Regions from separate parts of the Mus musculus genome. Here region 1 is linked to region 2. The links are chromatin contacts, called in public HiChIP or PLAC-seq maps. All regions are on one chromosome and are shown on one strand. Each heading gives the region's core, a stretch centred on a gene start, on an enhancer-like site or on the middle of the called end of the contact. The rest is flanking DNA. Distances are from core to core; before and after follow the strand shown. Region 1 overlaps Piwil2 (piwi-like RNA-mediated gene silencing 2). Region 2 overlaps Ppp3cc (protein phosphatase 3, catalytic subunit, gamma isoform).

Region 1 (5,667 bases), core at 2,538-5,037, 99 kb before region 2:
TCGGTCCTCTGGATACCATCACACTTGTGCTGACTTACTTTACCCATCCTTTGGCTTATGTGAAAATATAAACAACTCCAGATGAAAAATAATGGTTTCTCTCTTGGACAGACCTAGTGGCTCACACCTACAGTTCCAGCACTTGAGAGGCTGAGGCAGGAAGATCACTGGCAACTCAAAGCCCACCTGGGCTAGTGGAGTTACTAGCCAGCATAAGCCAGATAGTTGAGAACCTGTACCCCAAACCAAACTAAAGAAAGAATTATAAAACTAACAATTCCTGAAAAACAACAGTAGGTTTCCCAGACTCCCCCAGTCTGTTGGTAGGAGTGCTGTGTTGTATCCCCAAGAGAGTGAAATCCTTCCCACCCCTAGGTGGAGGTAGAAGTGATAACACATTTTCTTCTTAACTTTAGGTTGACTTTCAAACTATGCCACATGTACTGGAATTGGCCTGGTACCATCCGAGTTCCAGCTCCTTGCAAGTATGCCCACAAGCTAGCTTTCCTGTCCGGACAGATTTTGCATCATGAGCCAGCCATCCAGCTGTGTGGGAACCTGTTCTTCCTGTAACTGGGAACTTGGACACCGGCTGCAAGGAGCAACTGGACTCAGCTCAGCTCCTCCTTACAGAATCAACAGAAATGGCAGTGGAATTTTATGTTTGCATTTTCTCTTTCTCCATCCTTGTAGAATTAGATTTCTGTTCTTCTTTTAACCCTGATATCATAGTAGGGTGTTGTGGTGCATGCCTTTTATCCCAGCACTTGGGAGACTGAAGCAGGAGTATCTTTAGTTCAAGGCCAGCCTAGACTACATGGTGAGTTCTAGGCTAGCCAAGATTACAGAGTGAGACCCTGTCTCAAAAAACAAAAACAAACCACTGTCCCCTCAAAGCCCACAACAAAACCAAAGCCTGGGGTCAAGGAAGCAAGTTTGTAGGTAGCCGCTGGCTGCCCGCTGCCTTCATGGAGTGTGTGCCGTCAGCGCTGCTTCTCCTCAGCCGAGCGTGGAGCTTCGGACAGGGCAGTGATGACATGTTCTTAGCATGTCAAATCCCCCTACCAAATAAGTCAAGCAAGGAAAAAATAGCCCCCAAGGCAGCCTGAGCATCAGTTCCTAGAGGTTATGCCTACAGAACCATCCTATTTCTGGTGGCAGAAGTGACATGAAGTCATTGCAGACATCTTAAAGGAGAGTTACTGTGCAGCTGTCTACATGTGTGAAAGACATGTAGAAAAACCAGCGTAGGGTACAGTCGGGCGTATGTGCCCACCTGACCCAGGGCTGTGAGTCTGACTTCCCGAGAGTCTGGCTAGAGCTGCTTTTCTGGTCCTTTTGGTTATTTGCAACCATCATCAGATTGCTTTCCTGCAGCCCGACTGATACACGCATGTGCGCACGCACACACTTTTGTTCTTTGTGACTAATCTTGAATAAATTCAATTAGAACACATGGAAAGGATTCAGCAGACCTAGGAACATTTGGGGTGGAGTGTAGTTTTTCTGCAAAAGTCTGTAAATGAGATTACGCAAGAGTCTCTTCCAGCTGTGGGCTGGTGTTGCTTGGAAAATTTCAAAATCCCAAAGTTTCAGGCTTCCCAAAGTTGGCTTGGAAAAATGTGATAGTCTCACCTGAGTCTAGACATGTAGGAAATTTTCCTAGGGCCTCTGGGCTTCAGTATTTGGGGGAAGCACTGGTTTTCTGTGTTATTTTTTTCCTTCTGTTTCAGAATCTTCAAGTTTCTTCAGGCTTCAGTGGGCCATCCCTTTACTGGGCTCTAAAAGCTAATTTTACTTAACCTTTTCAAATGTGTATGTATCTATTTATGTTTTGGTGTGGTGGATGGATGGTAGGGGACTGAGCAGAAATAGTCATTTTAAATAACAGTGTGCTAGGAGAGCCTCAGTGTGAAGTCCTGAGGAGCAGCGGGGGCTGTGGGAGTCAGTGTCAGCCCTCACTCAGACAGGCCAAGCCTGGGCTCGAAGACAACATTGTCCAGGGAAGCCTTTAGTTTGCTATAGCACCCAGAGGTTGGCGAGGAATAAGGGTTAGGGTCCTCAAATACACCCATGGCTTTTGGAGTCTATGACCAAGGCCAGGCTGAGACCTGAAATGTAAAAGCCATAGAATTAAACAGAACAGACTGAAAAACGAGTCTTAAGTTCCACTTTCTGGATTTCTCTGGAAGTCTTTTGAATTTGTCTGTAGAAGTTGCTGTTCCTAGCACTCCTTTTCTCTTTAGGTAGAACAGATACTTGACCATAATGCCAGAATGTACTTTCTCTGCCTTGGTTTTTCTATGCCTTGTTTTTCAGTTTCAGGGCCAAACAATTGGGCCCTGTGGTGTAAAATAAAAACAATGTATGTGTATAGTTGTGTCTGAGAGAATATTGTTTATTAAGTGGCTTTTCCTTCAAAGAGAAGCAAAAGTTAGAGTTATTCCTTTATTATTGTGCGTGTCAGGGGCAGCACCATTGGGAACAAAGTGATTTCACCCTGAGCAAACTGGGAGACCTACATAGCAATGCATTAAGTTTGTGAATGTGTTTGAATCATTTGGGGCTTTGGGTAAATAAGAACCCTCACCAGCTTACTAAGAGAATACTCTCCACTAGTATATTTTCATCAGGGTGCTAAAAAAATAAATATAATTACTTACTTATTTTATTGATTGATTGATTTTTCAAGGCAGGGTTTCTTTGTGTAGCCCTAGTTGTCCTGGAACTCACTATGTAGAATGTAGACCAGGCTGGCCTCAAACTCAGAGGTCCACCTACTTCTGCCTCCCAAGTGCTGGAATCAAAGCTGTATGCCAACACCACCTGGCTTGTTAGTTTTTCTTTCTATTTTTAAAATCAATTTATTTATTTTTATTTCATGTGCACTGGTGTTTTGCCTGCATGTATGCTTGAATGAAGGTGTCAGATTCTCTGAAACTGGAGTTACAGGCAGCTAGAAGCTGCCATGTGAGTACTAGAAATTGATCCTGGGTCCTCTGGAAGAGCAGCCAGTGTTCTTGACTGCTGAGACATCTCTCCCTTTGTCAGTCTTTCTTAACAGTTACTGTTAGCTCAAGAAAGAACCAGTAAGCTTTCGCCAGAAGTGACCTCTCTACCATTAAGAATTTTTTTTAAGTTACATTTATAATATGTAGGGAGGCAGGGAGATAGAGGTCAGGCCTCAAGGTCCAACACTTGGGAGGCAGAGTCAGGAGGATAAGAAGTTCTCGGTCACCTTTGACTATATATTGAGTTTGAGGCCAGGCTTCAGACATGAGACCCTATCTCAAAAAAAAAAAAAGCACACCAGTAAGATGGCTTGCTGGATGAAGGAACTATGCCCCTAGCCTGATGATATGAGTTCCAGGAACACACACACACACACAAACCCCCAAATAAATGTCCCTGTTAAGTACACTTTCTGGTGTGTCTGTAACCATTGGCCCAGTGACAGTAACCTGCCTCATTGTTTTTATCACTTCCAACCACATGCCTTTACAACCCTGCATTTCTTTACATTTGTTAAAGAAACTCTATGTTTTAGAGGTCTTGTTTTGTCCCCTTCCCCTTGGTTTTTTGAGACAAGGTTTTTGTGGTGGTTTGAATAGGAATGACCCCCGTAGACTCATGTGTCTGTATGCTTGGCCACAGGGAGTAGCACTATTAGGAGGTGTCCTTACTGAAGGAGGTGTGGCCTTGTGGGAAGAAGTGTGTCACTGTGGAGGTGGGCTTGGGTTCAGTTATGAGCACACACATGGTGACTCACTACAATCTGTAACTCTGGTTTCAAAAGATCTGCTGCCTGCTGATCAAGCTGTAGAACTCCCAGTTCTAACAGCACCATGTCTGCCTAGAGGCTGCCATGCTTCCCACCATGATGGCTAAAGCTCTGAAACTGTAAGCCAGCCCCAGTTAAATGTTTTCCTTTATAAGAGTGCCTTGGTCTTGGTGTCTCTTCATAACAATAAAATCCAAAGTAAAACAGTTTCTCTGTGTAGCTCTGGCTGTCCTGAAACTCACTCTGTAGAGTAGGCTGGCCTCAAAAGTCAGTCAGAGACCTGCCTGCCTCTGCTGCTTGAATGTTAGGATTAAAGGTCTAGGCCACCGCGCCCGCCCGGTTTTTCCTCCCTTCTTAAATGAGGAAGTTCTTGATCTCAATCCAGGAAGTACCTTACACTTGCTGTGTTGGCTTTACTCCAGCAGCATTTTGTTGAATGAAGTGAAAAAGAACAGTCTAGGGATGACTTGCTCTTTTATCAAAAAACATTTTTGAAATCCCAGGGTTGAAGCCTGGGATTCACAGAGACCTGGGCTTGAAAAGACCCTGTTTATCATTTTTGAAAATAAGCTTAGTTTTATCTGAGCTCTTTAGTAACTTTTTCTGCCATGGATTTGTTTTTTGGTTTTTGTTTTTGTTCTTTCTAAAATCAAGAGAGTATAAGAAAAGCCAAAGAACAGCCAGGCAGTGGTGGCATATGCCTTTAATCCCAGCACTTGGGAGGCAGAGGCAGGCAGATTTCTGAATTCGAGGCCAGCCTGGTCTACAGAGTGGGTTCCAGGACAGCCAGGGCTACATAGAGGGGGAAAAAAAGAGAGAAAGAAGAAGGAAGGAAGGAAGAAAAGAAAAGAAAGAAGAAAAGAAGGAAAGAGAAACAAAAGCCACAGAATTGAAGAAAATACTATTACCCAAAATACACATAGAATTGTCAAAAAGGAATAGTAGCCATTAATCTGAGCACTCTGGAAATAGAGGTAGACAGGCCTTGTGAATTTGAGGCTAACCTGGTCTACAAAGCTCAGTGGTTAAGAGTACCAATGGTCTCCTAGAAGACTTGGGTTCAATTCCTGCACACACATGGTAACTCACTACAATCTGTAACTCTAGTTTCAGAGGATCTGATGCCTTCTTCTGGCCTCCGTGGGTACTAAGCAAGCACATGGTATGCAGACATGGGCAAAACATCCATATACACACGAGACACACACACACACACACACACACACACACACACACTACAGTAACAATAAGAGGCTGGAAGCATAGTTCAATGATAAAGCCCTGTAGCATCTGTGGAGCTCTGAGTTCAATTCCCCAGTTTCTTTATGCTCCCAAATCTTTAAAAACTCACATGTTTATAATCCCAGTGCTCAGAGGTAGAGGCAGAAGGATCAGTCAAAGGTTATGACCTTAGTTACACAAGGGGTTTCCGGGCCTGAGCTATAAGAGACCTTACTTCAAAATAACCAAAAAGTAATGATGCATCATAAGCAGCCGATGTGAACAGGTTATGTCATATAGGTGGCTCCCACATAGAACATTCTGGAAAAGAAAAACATTTTGGAAACAGAATCCAAAGCAGGGAAAAGAAGTTTTATTTCTGACTGAGATTTAGCCTTCCAAATATGGTTTTGTTTCTAAGAGCTTTGAGGCTGGATAGTATGGCTATATGCCTTTAGGAGGAAAAGGCAGGTAGAACCTAGGAGTTTAAACCTAGCCTGGCCTACATGTCCAGTTCTAGGCCAGCCAGAGCTATTCAGTGAGACCCTGCCTAAGGGGGTAGGGGAAGGAGAGATGGAAGGGAGGGAGGGAGGGAGGAAGAATAAGATGCTCTGAAGGACTGGAGATCTGGCTCAGCAGTTGAGAATGCTTGCTGTGTAATTATT
Region 2 (5,792 bases), core at 1,162-3,661:
TGCTCAAGGGTGGCTCAATTCTCATTTGAATGGTTTTGCTGTTATTCTGCACAGGCTCCCTTGAAGTTGTAGATCAGTTTTTGGACTGGGATACTGAGTGTCTGTGGCCCTCAAAAAACAGTGCTTGAGCTTGGGTGACCTGGACTGTACAGTGGTGTTTGCTTTGGTTCAGTTTCTCTGCTTGCAAGTCAGTGGTTTGTGGCTTCTGTTTTCTTTCTCTGTCTCCACCTCTGATCATTCTTTAGTTAAACCAGGGTATTTACCACTTAAGGGAGGTAAACCAACGAGATTTTAATAGGTTGTAAATGCTTATCAAGCCATTTGTGATAGATATGTTGACCTCAAGCACTGGCCTATTTCCTGGATGGTGATTTGTTCTGCCATCTGGTTGACAGAAGCAACACAGTGGCATTGAGGGATCTGGAGATGACACACTGGGTTATCCCAGACAGAATTTGTATTTAGTTTGAAATAATGTTCCATATATGTCATAATCAGTTTGGATCTTCCTTTTTATTTGTTCATCTGCTTGTTTTGTTTAGGGAAAAATATTACGCGTGTGTGCTCATGATGTGTGGGGATGTTTGCATGGTGTGTGTGTGTATATGCATGGGCACACTCGGGTGCATGACGTGTGGGGCATGCATGTGTATGTACATGTGTGCATGCTTTATGTATGCATGCATGGGTGTGGGACATTCATGTGGAAGTCAGAGGACAACTGTGTGAAGGCGGGGCTCTTCCACCTTCAAGTATATTCCTGAGATAGAGCTCTGGTCACCAAGCAGGAACATGAAGCTCCTTTACCTGCTGAGACATCTTACCAGTCCACAATTGTTTGCAATTTGATTTTCATTGTTTACCTTTACAAGTGTCTGAATGATAATTCTAGTATTTAGTGATGGTCAAGGGTAAAGGTCTTTGTAGTACTAACAATAAAGGAGGGGGTGGGAGCCTCTTGACATTCTAGAATCTTGACCCATAGGGAAGAGAACAAGATAGACAAGAGATTTACTTTTTTTGCTTGCTCAGTTATTTTTCTCTCAAACTCTTAAAAAAGAAAAAAAAGGTTAGACTTATTTCACATGTTTCAACAGTCAGAGAGATTCAGAGGAAAGTGGGTATTGTCTGAGAAGGAAGCAGTTATAGGCAGGCACTCATCATGTACTGCTGCTAGGATAATAACAGTTGTCAGATTTTAGGTAGACATTTGCCATCTGGGCCAGCACCAGGAGAGTGTGTAAACAGAGTTGTTAGACATTGCAACGCTCTAGTGTTAAGTTGACTCCAATGCTTACAGTTGCCGTTGACTTAATGTGCTAGAGGGTCTTGTCTTAGACATGAAGCTGAAGGCTTTGCTTTGGGTTTTAATCATCTGTGATGTGTGTTGTGGGTTGCTGTGCTCACTTTGTTTTATGAATCATCGTGCAGACAAGTTGTGGTTTCTCTTTTAATTTTTTGAAAAAAAAATTGATGATTTACATTGTATGTGCTTTGGTGTTTTGCCTGCATATGTATGGGGTGTCAGGTCCCTGGAGCTGAGGTTACAGATAGTTTCGAGGTGCTATGTGAGTTCTGGGAATTGAACCCATTTCCTCTGAAGAGCAGCCAGTGGTCTTAACCTTTGAGCCACCTCTCCAGCCCTTAAAGATGTATTTTATTTTATGAGTATAAGTATTTTGCCTGAATGGATGCACAATACTCAGTGCACCACATGCATGCCTAGTGCAGTGGGTCCCCTGGAGCTAGAGCTACAGACAGTTGTGAGGAGCCATGTGGGTGCTGGGAATTGAACCCAGGTCCCCTAGGGAAGCAGCCAACACTCTTACCCATTGAGTTATCTCTCCAGCCTCTCTCTTTTAATTTTAAAAGACAGCCAGTGTGAGTTTCTTGTGTATTTGTGGGGTAAGGGGTTCATCTCATGGTAGAGCTATACTTCATGCTCAGTGTGACAGAAGAGTGTCTCTGTAGGCTAGCATGCCTGTAACCTTGGATTGTGGAGGCAGAGAAGGAAACCAATGCAATGTTAAAACTAGCTTGGTCTGTGTTCTGAGTTTAGGCCATCCAGGGCTATAATATCAGGAGACTCTACTCAAAAAACAGTCAGAAAAACAAACCACCACCAACCGATCAAACAAAACCAAACCAAAGAATAAGTATTTGTAATTATTGAAAAGCTGGAAAAAGAACATTTTGACTTGAAGGATTAGTCAAGGGCCTGTATTAGTTTTCTCTCCTTTTTCAGATAGGGGTAGACATTACTGGGTATTAAATTTAGGGCTTCACTTATACCCAGCAAGCACTCTACCTCTGACGGCCTTTTCACTTCCAGTAAATGGCCATAGTGCCAGCGAGGCTCCAGCTCTCACAGGTGTACACCACTCTTGGCTACGGGGGAAGCCCCTTTACTTCCCCTTGAACCTGGGAAGCTTGAGATGCTCGAATGGTCTGAGTTGGAAGTGGTGTGGTGTGGCTAAGATGCTTGTCCTTGGAACTCAGTCACATGAAAGGCCACCTACAGGTATTCTCATCAGATGAGACTGCCCTGGGCTGTCTGAGCTGGGGGGGGGGGGGGGAGGCGGGAGGATGGTGGGGGAGCAGTCCTGCTGTGTCTTCTCTGAGCTCATAGTACTGAGTCTATACATGAGAGAACCTATACATAATTATTGTTTTAAGTCACTATGTTCAGGGTGACAAATCAAAGATTGTGGGAAAGAAATATACAAGGAGTTTAGCAGAGGGTGGTCATGCTAGAGCCTCAGCTCTTGGGAAGCTAAAACAGGATTGTCTAGCGTTCAGGGCTGGCCTAGGCTGCATAGAGATGCTGTCTCAAAAGCAACAGCAACCCAAGGATGTTGGTAGCAATATTAACTTATAACAATAAGTAAAAATTTTAAATAGTCTACTTAATAGTAAGAAAATAAGGGGCTGGAGAGATAGCTCAATGGTTAAGAGCACTGACTGTTCTTCCAGAGGTCCTGAGTTCAATTCCCAGGAGCCACATGGTGACTCGCAACTATCTGTCATGGGATCCGATGCACTTTTTTGGTGTGTGTCTGAAGATAGCTACAGTGTACTCATATAAATAATAAATAAATAAATCCTTAAAAAATAAAGAAAATAAATAAACTGATACATTTTTTTCCATAAAGAAAAGATCTGTCTTCAAAAGAAAACAATCAGTTCTGTTATAACCAATGTCAAAATGGTCCCAGTGTACACACATGTAAATAAAGATGATTAAGAACAACAACAACAACAAATTGTAGGCCTGGGGAATATAGCTCATCAACAGAGGCTTCCTAGAGGGAACAAGGCCTTGGATAGAGCCCCAGCATTACCAAAATCCAAAACAGTCAGCAAGTTTAAAAAAAAAAAAAGGAAGGTTCCAGGTGAGCTGATCCATAACTGTAACTGTGTAAATATCAGTACCACAGCGCTTCAGCTGGTCTGTGAGGGAGGACACCCTCATTATGTAACGTTTAAAATCATGGCTTTAGATGGCTTAAAACCTTCCTCTTTAGACCAGTTTGATTTTGAACAACTAGAAGAAGTGTACAGATTGAGCACACAGTATTAAAGCTGCCAGCCCCTCCCTACTGCCTTCAGGGCAGTCTCTGGGCTTCTTATTTTCTCTGTCTCTGTCTCAGGATTTTCTTTTTTAAACTTTAAATGTTGAAACTTAATCCCCAGCCCTCATGCATGCTCTGCCAGCCCTCTTGGATCATGCTATACACTTCATGAATCTTAACTGCTTTTATGATCTTATAGGGACTTAAAAGATTGGTTTTCCTAAGAAGCACCAACTTGTCACTGTAGGCGCACAGTAACTAAAAGCTGAATAAAACATTGGCATCTGTGACTTTATTTTGTCTGTCTCTTCTGTTATGTTAAACTTCAGGTCTGATTCCTGCTCAGCTGTGCACATAGACATATTAATTACTTAAGGAGTGTCCATCTAAAAACTGCTTATATAAAATTTGTTAGCCTTAAATTTGCCTAACCTCTCTGTAAAATACAAGAACGAAGACACGGGAATCTAAGGTACTTTTTTTAAGTTCCAGAATTTTGTAGGCAGATCACACAGTGATGTTACTACTCTGCCAAGGAGGAGCAATTATCCCATGAAGGAAACTAAGGCAGATTCCTTATGCAAAAGTAATCTCTTGATGAGAATTCTATCACCCTCCTCAAGCAGTAAAGACTCTTATGTAGCCAGCAGGACCTTGCAGGATCAACCAAAATAATGGTCAACTCGACCATTCTAGTCAAGGTTAGCTGTTTATCAGTCAGGCAAACACACCAGCTGTGCAACACCATCCCTTCTCCTCATTTCTCTAAGACTCAGAGTTCCTTCCAGAAACTCAAAAGCAGATCTTAGGTTACCAGACATTTCTGTACTTCCTAGTTCAGCCTTGATCTGTCTCTTCAATTGACTTTGGAGACAGGTGGTCAAACCTAGTCTATTGTGAACCTTCAGGTCAGGGATTGTGTCCTAAACTCCTACAAAAACCTTGCACTTCAGCTTTCTATTTAAATATAGATCTTTTACTACATCATCATCATCATTTTCTTATGTTAAAACACATCTCTCACTTCAAAGGAAATAAGAGCCAAATATGAGTGACCATGGTCTTTGCTGTGACCTGACATTTGACAAATAGCAACTGAAGAAGGAATGGTTTGTTTTGGCTCCTAGGTTGAGGCTGTAGTATATCATGGTAGGAAAGCAAGAGTGGCTCCAGCTGCTGTGGCCCTGGGTGCCAGCCCACACGATCCCCTCACTCTTGAACTTTGCTTAGCTGTAAAACCATCACCACGTGGACAGTTGTTCTGGCAACTCAAGATAAAGCTTGGGTCTCTCCTGCAGATATCGTAGCCTCTGTGCCCGTTGTATCTGAACTGGGAAACACTTTCTCTAGGTGGTTGATTTTTGAGTGTGGAACCCCTTCAGCTGCATTCTTTCTTCAACCCCTTCTTTCAAAAGATTTTCTACTTTAATAAACTGGGGCTATTGAGTCCATTTCCTGTTGGCCCAGTACAAATGGAAGGTTGTTCTTTAGTGATGCTAATCTCATACAGTAGAGAAATAGTCAGGGTAATAGCCCCACTTCTCAGTACCAATTTTCATATAGTCAGGGTTTTATAGAAGAAGCAAACCAATAAATGTGCATATTTCTGTTATAAAAGGAGATGTATTAGGTTGACACATGTAACAGGGCCCAGTGGTGGCCATCTGTATGGTGGAGAGCCGAGAACCCACTAGTTGCTCTGTCCATGAAGCTAGATGCTTTACACAGTACCAATCTGGCACTGAGGCCTGGAGCACCCGAGAAGAGGCAGTGCTAGGAAGCTGAAGTAGCAAAAGATGCCCCTGCTGAGAAGTCACGAGGGAGGCCGCAGGTGCACACTACCTTTCCCTTGGACCCCTTTATTCTGGATTTCCTGTTGGAGCGTGCCCACTGACTTTGAGAATAGGTTTTATCCCCTCAGTAAAGCCCCTCTGGAAGCACCTTCACAGACATACTGAAAGGTCTGTCTTTCTGGGTGTTTTTAAAGTCTTCAGATTGCCGAGATGAATAACTCTACACTCCAATAACGTTACAGCATGAAAGAGGTTATGTGGACTTTTTATAGTTGCAGGAGGATCAAGATATGGAGCCAGGCAGTGGTGGCGCACGCCTTTAATCCTAGCACTTGGGAGGCAGAGGCAGGCGGATTTCCTGAGTTCAAGGCCAGCCTGGTCTACAGAGTGAGTTCCAGGACAGCCAGGGCTATCCAGAAAAACCCTG

The links. HiChIP or PLAC-seq counts read pairs in DNA pulled down with a chosen protein or histone mark.
Region 1: a BATF HiChIP or PLAC-seq map of CD8 T cells shows a contact between it and region 2, with 11 read pairs. The contact joins two enhancer-like sites. A contact is called at or near these places in 1 of 484 Hi-C or Micro-C datasets (nephron progenitors) and 1 of 115 datasets of contacts at active chromatin or transcription factors (CD8 T cells).

What each region holds. Positions count from the first base shown.
Region 1 is chr14:70,369,186-70,374,852 of GRCm38.p6, reverse strand. It overlaps Piwil2 (piwi-like RNA-mediated gene silencing 2), which reads left to right. Exons shown (of 23, transcript NM_021308.2): 23 at 417-2,376. The coding sequence ends at 573. Among named protein-coding and RNA genes, the nearest start is that of Slc39a14, 21 kb to the right of the region's middle. Within about 2 kb of position 3,787, at least 47 of the 459 cell types and tissues checked have an H3K27ac peak or open chromatin away from gene starts, as enhancers often do. A contact at or near this core is called in CD8 T cells, where this site is marked.
Region 2 is chr14:70,268,205-70,273,996 of GRCm38.p6, reverse strand. All of the region lies in intron 1 of Ppp3cc (protein phosphatase 3, catalytic subunit, gamma isoform), which reads left to right. Among named protein-coding and RNA genes, the nearest start is that of Ppp3cc, 18 kb to the left of the region's middle. Within about 2 kb of position 2,411, at least 22 of the 459 cell types and tissues checked have an H3K27ac peak or open chromatin away from gene starts, as enhancers often do. A contact at or near this core is called in CD8 T cells, where this site is marked.